Linked DNA regions of Hordeum vulgare: region 1 is linked to region 2. The links are chromatin contacts, called in public Hi-C maps. All regions are on one chromosome and are shown on one strand. Each heading gives the region's core, a stretch centred on a gene start, on an enhancer-like site or on the middle of the called end of the contact. The rest is flanking DNA. Distances are from core to core; before and after follow the strand shown.

What was found. A called contact is a pair of places that touch in the nucleus more often than the background predicts.
Region 1: a Hi-C map of leaf shows a contact between it and region 2, with 3 times the contacts expected there. The contact joins the promoter of LOC123432196 here to the promoter of LOC123432180 in region 2. A contact is called at or near these places in 3 of 6 Hi-C or Micro-C datasets (leaf and seedling).

Annotation. Positions count from the first base shown.
Region 1 is chr1H:300,767,759-300,774,919 of MorexV3_pseudomolecules_assembly, reverse strand. It overlaps LOC123432196 (KH domain-containing protein At4g18375-like), which reads left to right and starts at 3,220. Exons shown (of 8, transcript XM_045115375.1): 1 at 3,220-3,556; 2 at 4,961-5,588; 3 at 5,977-6,399; 4 at 6,499-6,774; 5 at 6,893-7,161. The coding sequence starts at 4,965.
Region 2 is chr1H:300,587,736-300,594,514 of MorexV3_pseudomolecules_assembly, reverse strand. It overlaps LOC123432180 (vacuolar-sorting protein BRO1), which reads right to left and starts at 2,555. Exons shown (of 8, transcript XM_045115374.1): 1 at 1,792-2,555; 2 at 312-1,262; 3 at 65-154. The coding sequence starts at 2,460.

The sequences.
Region 1 (7,161 bases), core at 1,971-4,470, 180 kb before region 2:
TCAACAACCTTCCCGACTTGGACCACACATTGCTAAGCACATGAAACTTGCAACACCTATGGCAAGTGTTTGGGAAAACCTGATCAATGGTTGTTGCCATAGCTTGGTCCTGGTCAGTCATGATGTTGGTAGGATGCTCGATATCCATCGCAAGCATCCATTGCTGAAACACCCACTTAAATGTTTCAATAGTCTCATCCGACAACAAGGCACATCCGAGTGCAATTGCATGCATGTGGTTGTTTACACCATTTATAGGAGCAAATGGCATGTTGTATCTGTTGGTGTAGAAGGTTGTATCAAAGAATACACAATCTTTGTATTTCGGGTACAGTGCCCTTGTTCTCCCATCAACCCAAATTAAGGTAGTCACTCAGTTTGTTGCACGATCTTGTTACTTTGCATAGAAAATCTCCGAATTCTCAGTCTTCCTCCTCTCAAAGCACTTCATCGTCATATTCATGCCTCGAAATGTTAACCCTTTCCGGAGCTTTGCACGTCCATTTGTAACATCTCTCTTCACATACGGGAGTAACCTAGTGTCACCTCCATGGATCCTACCAAGGACACCCATGCAATCTAAATTTGAGAGGTTCACATCATGCAACATTAACAAGAGTTGGTAATCCTCGACACATATGCTGCGGTGCGAGCGGTAGTACCTAACACGCTTCGACTGTTCCATCAATGGATGTGTATGCTCTGCAACAAAGCAAGTCACTATCCATCTCTCCTCCCATAGCACACCAATCATATGCGCCTTACAATCATGACAGAGCATCCTATTTTTTGACGTTATCTTGTAACATCCATCCCTTCACTAGGCTGCCTACTAGAGTTGTTGTTTCCCGTTGCAATGCTCTCTGATGTACTGTTCGTTTCCGTTTTAACGGGCTTTCTAGCATGCACACACTCAAAGACCATCGTTATACGTATTGCGTCCTCTTTCTCCCCACCTCTCTTCTCGGTGAATTTTGAAGTAGATATATGTGTCATCAACCCCAACTTGAAGGCATAGTTGTTGTAGAATTTTGGAGCATCGTCGATTGTATGAAACACCATCCCAACATAGGGCGGCAGTGGCTGCGACGAAACATCTCCATCATTTGAATCATCTTGGACTGCATCTTCAGCAAACAACAGCTTGTGCGAGTCTTCACCACCACCAACAGAAATTTGCCTTGGACATAGTTTCCACCCCTTCAGTTCCATGTTCCCGCAACAGAGTTGTTGTGCAACAGTCATTTAATCTCTCCATGGAATCAACAAGATAAGAAATCAACAGAAAATCCATATTTTATCTTGTCAATTTATCTCTCCATTTAATCAACAAGATAGGTAATGAACGCAATTTCTTTATGTTTTTGTTTCTGGCTTACACTTGCAAGGAATTCATAAACACTAGTGTTTGAGAGATATAACAAACAGAACAATGTCATGATTCAGAATACACTAGTGTTTCAGAGATACATCAACATTGTCATGATTCATAAATACTAGGGTTGTAGAGATACATCAATCAGAACAGAAACATCAAGCAGAACATATGACATATTTGTTGATTGATGTGTGAGAGATACATATGCTTTCTACACAGGGTTTCATGACTTTTTTAGAGTGAAACAAAGATCATGTTTCAGAAACTAACCGAGGTTTTCCGGTGCCATCTGCTCGAAGTAGTTTCAGGAAACACCACATGGGGGTTTGTGAACCAAGAGGAAACTCCAACACGCGGTGGAACCCCCACAACGACGCTCGAAGCTGAGAACGATGGTCGCGCGTGTTCTCAAAGCAAGGCTCGCCAGTTAGCTCGATTTGCGTCAGATCCAACCATCTCACGTGCGATATGGTGTGCCATAGTGTTTCAGAAACTTCAGTTTAGCTCCTGCATGCCGACGGCAGGCTGATTTTGCGGTGGGTTGGCGGCGACGCCGCACGGGATGCAGCTGTGTCGATGCTGAGGAAGAGTCTCCAGTTTCTACAATAGAGCGCTTGTTGTGGGAAACAACGAGCGGGCATGCGTGGCGCGGACACTAGATGGAATGACTATCAACCCGGGCATCCAACCGTTGTCGAGGCGACGGATAATATGTAGACATCGATCGGATGGACACGTAGTCTTTTCCATAAAACTATGTGCATCAATGTACTTTCTAAAGTGAAACAATGGTTGGAAAGAGTGGTTTGGACTGATCTATTACTACTTTATACATCCCGTGCGTTGCAACGTGAGAAAATAAATCATCCTTCATACACACTGAACGACATAAAAAATCATATGAAAAATCATTCACAATACCATATGAGAAACAACATGATAAGTGATGTTGTGCACAAATATAAAGGTGGGATGATTTTTGAAATAACGAAAGTTGTGTCCAGTTTAGTACATAATAAAAATATCACCGAGTTGCCGATATCAATTCACTTCTTTGTGGTGTTCCTCTTTAGTGATACCTAAAAATAATGTGTTACCCGTACATATTTTAAAAATAATTTTAGATATGATTATCTTGCAAGATAATATCATATCTGGAATGTACACATTTTTCAGTGATTTTCATATATAACTTTCTAAATTTCAAGTTAGCATTTAGAAGGAATGAATATTTTTGAAAATACTTGAATCTGCCAAAAAAGTTTAAGTAGAAAATAGTTGGGACGAAATTAAAAATAGTGTAGCCCATCGGATAAGATGGCGAGGCTGGTCTATCTTATGCACACATAAAATCAAGAGAAAAGAGGAAAAGGAAGAAAGGGGAGAAGTGGGCATCAAACCCGGGTTCGCTGTGTGGGAGTGGAAGGCCCCAACCAGTAAGTTGCCAGCATGCATGTGGTTTCAAATCAAATAACTTTCTGCATAAGTTAACCGTCACTCTAGTGACTTTAAATAAACCGTATCGTTTTTTCCACTTACGGATGGCATAGGGGCGTAATTCCTGCGAACTCTAGGGGTAAATAACTTGACGGACGACCAGAAATCCTATTTGCTTTATTATTAGGGAGAAATATATATGTGGGCCTGAATTAAAATCGATGGGATGTTATTATTTTTATATTTGACATGAATATGTACGTGACATACTTTTCAGAACTCACCAAGAACATAGCGGAGGGCCTTACTCCGTGGCCCGGTAATAACCAACCAAGTGAGGCCACGTCATCCCGTAATTATCAATTCCGTAGTACAAATACGTACGTGTAGCGTTGCCCTATGTCATGCGCAGTGCACCTGTTTATGAATTCATGAGGATAAAAAAAATTCTTTTCTTTTCCTTTCGTCTTCCCCGTCCCCGTCAAAATCCATCTCTTCCCACAGCGACTTTTCCTCTCCGCCGTCCCGTTGAGAAATTTCCTATTCTTCCCCGGTGCCCTAGCCCTAGCTCCAGCTGCCGCCTTCCCGTGGCGCCGCCCACGCCTCACACCCCTGAGCCCCACTACCCCACCCACCCCTGTCACGCGCGTCGCCGCCTCCAACCTTATCGCGGCACCGCGGCCCTGCCGTATCCCCCAGCCGCCGCCGCCGCCGCCGCCATCTTCGTCGTTGGTTTTAAAGGTACGAGCTTCTTGTTATCCAGTGAGTTTCTCTCACCCTCATTAAGCCTCCGCGAATTTTGGGCGCAACGGCCGGCGCGCCATCTAGATCCGGCAGTAGAAACTAGGTTTGCTATGCGATATGTCGGTCCCCAAGGATGGAGATTTTCTCGAGGGGGGTGGGGGGGGGGGGGGAGTGCATACTGCTTCTTTTGCTTAGATGGGTGTGAGTGAAGCTGTGCGTGTGAGCAATTCTGCCCACACGCCTGGACTTGTGTGGTCAATCTGGCGCCTTTTCTGAATCCAGGCCCAAACAAAATTTCATGGCTGGATGAGTTAATGAGCCGATAAGTGAGGTCATACTGTCGATTTTTGGTTGTTCTTGTGACCTAGTATATCTGCGGAGTTTCTTCAACTCATATGTAAGCGTGCTGAAAAAGGGCTAGGTCAATTTGGCGCACCTGTTTGCTTATTTGGTTATGTGTTAGTGAATTTGGCATGTCGCTGTATGTGGCGGGCTGACATGCTATTATTATCACTATCAATTCTTTTTTGCCACTTATGGATGCAAAGCCAAGTTACTGCAGATTTCACTTCACATGGAGCTGCTGCAAGTCCCATATGCTAGGATGCCTTTTTTTGCTTGCTAGGGATATTTGGCCTTACTAGGAGTATATACTATAGATTCAAGCCTTATCTTTCCAGTTGCCTAACAATCCTTTTATCATTCTAAAGCTAGGACATCTTTGCATCCATAAACTGACAGAATTATGATTGTGTACTGATGATCTCTATGAAATTATGGTTGGTTAAATTTTATGCCGTTTTACCTTTCCCTTGCAAAGCTATGTTACGATGTTAAGTCATTTATCACCATTATGCCCTCTGTATATTTCATCTTTGAGTGCTAGCTTTCGTTATTCGTTCAAATTACATGTCCTTTTGCCACTTTGATATATACTATGACTAATTCTTACACTGGATTTGCACTCCAAACTCCAAAGTACTCCTGATTAATACTCCGTTTATGCAGTGTTACATGCGCCACGTTTATTTGTGCCAATTACATTTTGGCAGTGTTTCATTTGAATGAAATACAGTAGGCGGGAGCTCTGGATGAAACCGTGAGGATCTTACTAGTTTAGTACAGTTAATAGATTTGAATCTGATAACCTACCTGAAAACAGTCATTTGACTACAAAAATATATACCTTTTCTTGCACTTGTAAACAACCTACAGCAGTTTACCGTAGGCCTAGCAACATAAGCATTTATCAGTAATTTCTCAATTTTGAGGTACGCACAAGCAAGAAGGTTATACATGTGTCATAATCAGACAGCTAATGGAGTAATGGAATCGAGGGTGCCCCACACCTTCCGTGCTACTTTACAGTTTCTTTATATTGATGGGCCTTTTTTTATGCAGACTGATGGATAACTCTAGAAGACACAATCCAAGTACTTCCAAAAAGAGGACTCGTTTCAATTCTGATGATGGAAAGAGGAAACGGCTAAACTACAGGCAGGATGACGGACCTATGTCCTCTCAGCCAATAGAAACCGTTTACAGGATATTGTGCCCAGGAAACAAGATAGGCGGTATCTTGGGGAGAGGTGGTCATGTTGTTAACGCCCTTAGAGATGAGACTAAAGCAAAGATACGGGTTGCTGATTCTATTCCTGGTGCAGATGAGAGAGTAATTATTATATTTGATTACCAAAATAACTCCAAACAAGCTGTTGAAGCTATTCAAAATAATATTGATGGCTTAGAGAACATGAAGCCCCATTGTTTTGCTCAAGATGCATTGTTGAAGATACATGATAAGATTGCTGCTGATGAAGATCCCAACGATGGAGTTATCTGTGAGAATTCTGAAACTGCTGGTCATGTGACTGCTCGAATTTTGGTTCCAGGCAATCAAGTTGGCTGCCTGCTAGGAAAGGGCGGCTCTATTATACAACAACTGCGAAATGATACTGGCGCAGGGATCCGTGTCTTACCATCCGAAAACCTTCCTCAGTGCGCACTTAAGAGTGATGAATTGGTGCAGGTAAATTTGTTTTAGTAGCAAAATATCCTTTGCTGTGTTGTGTTCCGGCTTGTAATGCCTTTTGCTTGTATTGATCTCCAGGGACTTTTGTATTGGTTTCATTTAGCTAGATTTGGATTCATTACTCTGCTGTATCAATTTGTTTTACTATAGAAGTTTTCCATTATGTTTATATTCCTTGTTAAATTCCTAAATGATCGGATTTTAGAGTTTGGTATCTGGCATGGCTTAATTGATATATCACGTAGTTTATTTTTAGATTATAGTTTACCAAGATATTTGCCAGTTAAGTTAAAAAGATATTTGTCAGTACAACATGCACTTTTTGTGTGCTTTATTATATTTAGACGTGAATACTATTGATGCGTAATTGCTTGAATCATTTCAGATATCTGGTGCAGCTTCTCTTGTAAGAAAAGCTCTCTACGAGATATCTACTCGTCTCCATATGCATCCTCGTAAAGAAAATCCACCTCTTGAAGAAATTATAGATGCAAGCACACAAAGGAAGCGTGGGTCCCCACCACCGATACCACATGAAAATCACATGTTGCCACACCTGCATGTGGATCATCCGCCACCAATGCCCTTGCTTGATCCATACAGAAACCGACCATTGCAATATCCTGTTCCTGAACCAGAAGAGTTCTCTATTAGAATTCTGTGCGCTTCTGAGCTTATTGGGCCTGTTATTGGCAGAAGCGGGGCAAATGTTCGGCAGGTAGAGCAGCAGACTGGTGCTCGCATTGTGGTTCAGGAATTGCACAAAGATGCTTCTGGAGAAAGGTTGATTGTTATTTCATCCAAGGAGGTAAGATGTAGATGGTTGTTCAAATTGCCATCTCCTTACCATACCAATCTTCACTATTGAGTCCTCACAGTTTTACTCCTACGTATTTTTTCAATCCAGATTCCGGCTGATCCAGTATCCCCAACAATTGAGGCACTTATTTTGCTCCATAGTAAAGTAAGTGCGAGCAAAGTAAGTGAACCTTCGGAGAGTGAACCTTCTGAGGAGCACAAATTGGTTACAAGACTTGTTGTACCATCAAAAAAAGTTGGTTGTATTCTTGGGGAAGGTGGGAAGGTAATTACTGAAATGAGAAGGCGTATTGGGGCTGAAATCCGAGTTTATTCGAAAGCAGATAAACCAAAGTACTTATCTTTTAACGAGGAGCTTGTGCAGGTGATTTTTACTCAATCATATCTACATTAAGTTGTCCATATTGTTTCAATACCTGCCTTTTTAATGTTTTTGTTTCTTGACTTGTTATTATGCTGTTACATGTGTTCCGAGCTTTCAGGTTTCTGGGTCACCAGATATTGCAAGAGAAGCCCTCACAGAGATTGCTTCGAGGCTTAGAGATAGGATCCTCAGAGATGGAATTTCCTCTTTTGATGGTCCTCCTGCTGATATATTTCCTAGCAGGGAATTCACACAGTATGGAAGACCTGTCAATCCCCCATATGGAAGGCTTGCCAATGATACCCCTTATGGAAGGCTTGCCAATGATACCCCTTATGGAAGGCTTGCCCATGATACCCCTTATGGAAGGCCTGCTAATGATTCCCC
Region 2 (6,779 bases), core at 1,306-3,805:
TTACCAAGCTTAAAGAAATAAGTCAAGCCTCATGTTCGCCAGCTAACAAAAATAGGTGCATTACCAAGCTTTGTTTAAGGGCTCCAACGATAGCATCTTCATTCCCATCCAAGGACATGATAGGCCTTGAAATACTTGGTAGTGCAGACTCTATCTGCAGACATATAAAATCATATTTTTAAGTTCTAACTAACTAAGAGGTGAAGAACTCGATAGTGACGAATAATAGGGTGCAGTTCATTGCGAAGCAGATCAAGAAAGTTTCGAAATCTTAAGAATAATTTTAGTTTGGTATAGTGTTAAACTCTTACCGGTCTTCTGTCAAGAATAGACATCAAGGGGTAGCTCTCCTTCACATCTCGTTCGATCAAAGCATCACTCGCAGCCGCTTTTTTAAGATTACCAGCAAAAAGATTCAATCGGTCTTGAATGTTCTTTGTTAGGGTACTTGATTGAGGCCTAGTCCAACGACTTCCGAATTGCGTCCGGAATTGAGCATCTTCACTTGCCTCCTTCTGCAGCATCTCTTCAGTCTGAACAAGCAACTCCTGATTGACCCTATTCAAATCTCTAAGCTGCTGCAACTCAGCTTCCAAGCCAGCAGGGCCACCACTTATCTGTACAGCCTCAACATCTTCCTTGAGATCTGCAGGTATGCTGACATTACCTTCCAATGATAGAATAGAATCAGGCAAGTCCATTTCCTTCAGCCTAACCCTAGTGATCTCACTAGATTGCTGAAGTTTCTCTGCCTGGGTCCGAATGATATCATCTACCATCTCTGTGTACTTAGAAAGGGCCTTCATGCTGCCATCAGGCACAAGTGATGAAAAAAGCCTCTCATTGCTAGCATCTAGAACTTCAGCCAAAGAAGTAGATTTTACAAGGGAAGCTGCAGGCAGAGCTCCCAAAGTACCCGCCTCTGGAACCCGCATCAGATAAACACTATTGTTCTCCTTCATGGCCCTCTCCAAGTTGGTTTTCATGTTACTCTCCAGCTTATTAACAGAATCCAGAAGTGGCGCAGCAACTCCCTTAGCTGCCTTCTTGGCATCAGCCAAGGCGTTCATTCCAATCTTTAGTCGCGCAATTTCCTGAGCAATTTCTTCTTGCTGATGAAGATCCAATGAAAACCTATAGCAAGCATCAGCATAGAATTGAGCTGCCTTGAGCTGGACATGAGAAACCCATGTCCTGTCAAAGTGCTGACTAAGAGGAGGTGCACAGAGAGCTGCATAAGCTTCTTCATAGAATACGCCCACCTGAAAGCACGACAAGTAAGGCAGATGGCACATTTGAAATCAAAGTTACAGAAATGCGAAGGAATGTGGTATCATGAAGCTGAGCTAACTGTAAAGCATCAACATGCGAATTCTGCCAAAACAAGCAAATCTAGCAGGATTAGATTAAGAAAAAAATCTCTACTGCAAATATGAGACAAAGGAAAGCGGGGAAATCGATCATACATGATTGTCTTTATCAAAATTTGTTGTAAAACAAATGATTTAATCACGGCACGAGTTATCAGGTTGGTCATAATATCAGGATAAACATACTGCACTAACATGGTGTTCAGCATAGTAAAACTCAATAATTGTCAAGACTTGACTAGACAAATTCCCCAAACTACATCATATTATAGTGTTCAAATTCACTTATGGGTGCTAATTATAGTGTTGTTGTAAAAACGAGTGCAGAAGGTAACAACCCGAGCTCTCTATTAGTTTTAATTAGACTCGTCAATACCCTGAGATAATCACAAGTTGATAGAATAGAACAGTAGGCACAGACCTGGCGCGCCACCTTGGAGCATAGCGCGGGCGGCTTCCCGCCAGCTATGACCTTCTCGAAGAAGCACTCCTGCGCCTGCGCGAGCATGAGTTTCTCCAGCATCCCCGCGCAGTCGGGCGTCACATCGACGGTGGTGGCCCCCGCGGCTACGGCCTTGGCAGCGACCCCGCTCTCCTTGAGCCACGCAAAGGCCCCCGCGGCGCTCTGGAACGCGCCGCAGGCGGTCCTGATCCCGACGTCGGTGGTGCGATCGGCGGCGAGCGCGATCTGCGAGTAGACGGCGCCGAGGTTGAAGAGCACGGCGGCCTTCTCGAGGTGGACGGAGGGCAGGCTGACCTTCTTGTTGGTCTTGAAGGCGTCGTGCCAGGTGAAGGAGAGGGAGTGGACGTGGGCGCGGTCGGGGGAGATGGGGAAGCGGGGCTCGACGAGGGCGAGCGCGCGGGCGTAGGCCAGGAGCGCGGCGCGGCGCTGCTCGAGGGAGGAGGAGTCCGGGAGGCAGGGGCTCTCGACGGCCGCGGCGCGGAGGTCGCGCACGGCGCAGAGGTCGTCGTCGGCGGTGGCCGCGTCGCGCTCCGAGTAGGCGGAGGCGATGTACTGGCGGAGCGGGCGGTAGAGGTCGACGGCCGCGGCCTTCTTCTCGTGGATCGCCAGCATGACGTTGGCCGCCATCGGGGCGCGGTGGCCGGAGGGGAGGGCGGCGGAGGAGGGGATCGAGGTTGGGGGTTGGGGGTAATTGCTTCGAGGTGAAGAAATTTTGGGGGGAGTTGGAAGTTGTCGCGTTGGAGAGACTATAGACTGGGGAGTTTGCGGCCGGGGCCCGCTGACAGTGAGCGGAGGGATGCTTCGCCGCGTTTGGGCGCTGGGTGCTTCAGTCACGACTCACGAGAGGATGACCGGGACACGCGACGCTGTCTGGGTCGGAACGCGGTCGTGGTTAAGGCCATCTTGCGCCGACATCGATCGGAAAGCCGGCCATTCAAAACTAACTATTGCATACATTTAGGAAAATGATATCCTTCAGCCGGCTCATATACACACATTATTCGCCGTCTAATTGTTATTGATCGAGCACTTGTGCTAGCCACAAATCCCGCGTAGCCGGTATTTCTTTTTTCAACAAGCCTATTGTTTCAATAGGTTTTTTCAACACAGGTCGTGTTTGGAGAAGAAAATGGTTCCACGATGTATATTTTTTTTCTTATGTAAGAGGGGTCTTGTTTTGAAAACATAGCTTTGGTTACACAAAGCGGTGGAGGAGCTTTAGCGCTAGAGCCTACGAGGACAAGCATTACAACACAACAGATGTTTCACAAACATAGCTTTGGTTGCAGAAATCGCTAGAGGAATGCCCTGCGTGAGATCTCGTCGTTGTTGTGCTTCAGTAGAGGCAACTACTTGGGTGTCGGGTTAGAGAAAGTGCTACAACTCTTGCATTCGGTGGTGCTTCATGGCCTAGGCGCTCAGGCCATGGCGGGGCAGCGACGTTATGTTGGTGGACCAATCCTTGTTGTAAAGCCCGTGAGCGCAACAAGCTAGCTGTTGCAAACGTCCTAAGTTGCCTGGGACGGTATTTTGGATGATTGTTTCGGGCGGCATCTGACCACTGCTGAGGCGGCCGATCTAACCGGTTTATCATCCGACGAACGCATAGCACTGCCCATACTTTATATGCATTTATATGTTGTTTTATATCATTTTTGAAAACTAACCTATTAACCCAGTGCCTAGTGTCAATTGTTGTTTTCTGCGTGTTTTTTGGCTTTTCGGAAAATCAATACCAAACGAAGTCTAAATGCCATAAAATTTTCTGATATTTTTTTGCATAAAAATAAGACCTGGAAGCTTCAGAGGGAGGTTGGAGGCCGCACGAGGCGGTGCCAAGGCAATAGGGCGCGCCCTATGCCTTGGGGCAACCTCATGGATCCTCCTGGCCTAACTCCGCCTCTATAGATTCTTTAAAATCCAGAAAACACCGGAGAGCCACCCGAAATAATTTTTTCATCGCCGCAAGTCTCTGTTCTGCCGTGATCCCATCTGGAGCCCTGTTCTGGTGCCCTGACGGAGGGGGGATCAATCACGGAAGACCTCTATATCAACCTTGCTACTCTCATTATGTTGTGTGAGTAGTCTACCACAGACCTATGGGTCTGTATCTAGTACATAGATGGCTATCTCTCTCTCTCTATGATCTTCAATACAAAGTAGACCCACTCCTGCCTGCATCACGTCCATAAGCAAAGTCTAGAACTTGTCTATTACACATGAAGTGATCCAAAATATTAGAAAAAACATGGGTTTAGGTTTTAGGGTTTATGAACCCCTCCACTACCTCAAATTAGATTCTTGTGCTGATTAGGGTTTAGGCTTTAGGCTTTAGGTTTTATGAACCCATCCACTACCTCAAATCTCCTCTTTTACACATGAAGGGGTCCAAATATTAGGAAAATTAGGAGATTTGTAGAAAAATATAAGTGTGATACAAAAAGTTAACGAACCTATCAAAACCCTAGGCCCTAGCCTTCATCCCATGAATTCTTTCTCACTAATTCCAATAAAAAACTTGAGTCCCAAGAGAAATTGGTGACTTCACATTGAGAAGTTATGAGTAACATTAAGGAACCTCCCGGGTCCGATAAGAGTCCAGCTAAGGTAGCTAAAGTGGACGATAAAAATGATATCACTTGATACTATGCATTATACCTAGCTAGGGCTATAAAACTATAGCGTTTGTTGGGAGGCAACCTGATATTTATCTTAAATTTTGTGTTCTATTTTTTGTTAATTTGTGTTGACATGATTATTGCTACTCTTATGATTGTATCTTTATGTTTAATTTTATGCCAAGTAAAGCCTTTGGGATGATTTGGATGATAGTAGATTTGATCATGTGCAAAAATAGAAACTTTTATGTCCACTGCAGAATTTCTCTGATTTGCTAGAACGTCTTGTTGATATGAACTTTTTATGCAACATTGATATCAAATTTCCAAGGTGCTCAAATTTTACAGAATTTTTGAAGTTACAAAAGTATGGTTTTAGTGCTGACAATTACAAAATGTTCTGTTTTAAACAGATTCTGTTTTTGCTTACATAATTTGCTTGTTTTGAGGATGATATGGATTATGTTGGGGGGTATAAGTCATGGAGAAGTTAGAATACAATACCTTATGCAATAATCAAATATGTATCAATTTATAACAGTACCTAAAGTTTATTATTTGCCTATTATACTAACGAATCTCATGAGGTTTCTGTTGAGTTTTGTGTGCTGAAGCTTTTAAGTTTTGGTTGTGATCACGATGGATGGAGGAATAAGGAGCGGCAAGACCCTAAGCTTGGGGATGCCCAAGGAATCCCAAGATAATATCCTAGGAAGACTCAAGCATCTAAATTTGTGGGTGCCCAAGGAACCCTAAGGTAATATCCTAGGACAACTCAAGCATCTAAGATTGGGGATGCCTCAGAAAGCATCCCCTCTTTCGTCTCCATTCCATCAGTAAGTCATTTGGAGCTATATTTGTATTCATCACATGATATGTATTTTGCTTGGAGTGTAGTGTGTTATAGTTTACTTGTGCTTTAGTTTGCCATAATCATTGTTTGCTGGAAACACCTATTTAAGAGAGGCACATGTTCATCATGATTTGTTAGAATACTCTATGTGCTTCACTTATATATTTTGAGCTAAACAGTTGCTCTAGTACTTCACTCGTATCTTTTAGAGCACGGTGGCATGTAGATTGTATAGAAATAATTGCACTCTCGTGCTTCACTTAAATGTTTCTGAGAGTCTAAATACGGAGTAATGGTAATTTGCATGGGTTATAAGAATAGTCCCAAAATGATAGGTATCCAAGGACGATATAATAAAAACTTTCATGTAGAACATAAAAGAGAATTCGTGGGTTAATGATATTGATGTAGTAACATGAAAGGGCAAGAGTACATGTTTGTTGGTTAGTAGAATTATCAATAATTAAAGCTTTTTACTTGTCGTTCATCTAGATATTGGTTATGACATGATGATGATGTGTGAGCATTTTTATTCCTAGTTGACATTCTACTGTTGTTCAAGTCGCGGGCGTGTGATGGTAAAATCCTACCAACCTCCCCCTAGGGGCATGCGACAGTACTTTGCTTTGAAAAGAGCCGATACGGCTTTGCAATAAGCACATGAGTTCTTTATGACTAATGCAAATACATGGATGTATGTACACTCACCTTTCCATATTTGCTAGCCTCTTCGACATCGTGCATTGCCCATTCTCACCTCGAGGATTGGTGCAACCTTCGCCGTTGCATCCAAACCCCATGACGTGATACGCTCTATCACACACGAGCCTCCTTATATCTTCCTTAAATCAGCCACCATAGCTACCTATTATGGCATTTCCATAGCCATTCTGAGATATATTGGCATGCAACATCCACCTTTAGATCACATGATTATATGTGTTCATCAACATCTTGCTTTGCATCATCACGAAGGTGACATAGTATTCATGGCAAAGCCACCATTCATCATTATTTACATGTTACGCTAGATCATTGCATATTCCGGTACACTGCGAGAGGCATTCATATAGAGTCATTTCTTCTATCATCATTGAGCTGTTATATCCATTTGTAAGTAGATAAAAATGTGATTATCATCATTACTAGAGCTCTGTCTCAATGAGGAAAGGATGATGGAGTCTATGATTCCCCCACAAGTGGGGATGAGACTCCGGACGAAAAATAAAAGAAATAAAGAAGGGGAAAAGGTGAATAAGAAAAAAGAAAAAAGGAAGAAAGAAAAAAGAAAAATAAATGAGAGATAAAGAGAGAAGGGGCACTACAAGGAAGTGAGGTGTGTAGATAATTGTAGATAGCAAGATAAAATAAAAACAAGTAAATGACAGCAAGGTAATGAAGGTTTTATCAATAGGTTGTGAATAGACCCAAGGGCCATAGCTTTCCCTAATGGCATCTCTCATGAATAATAGCAT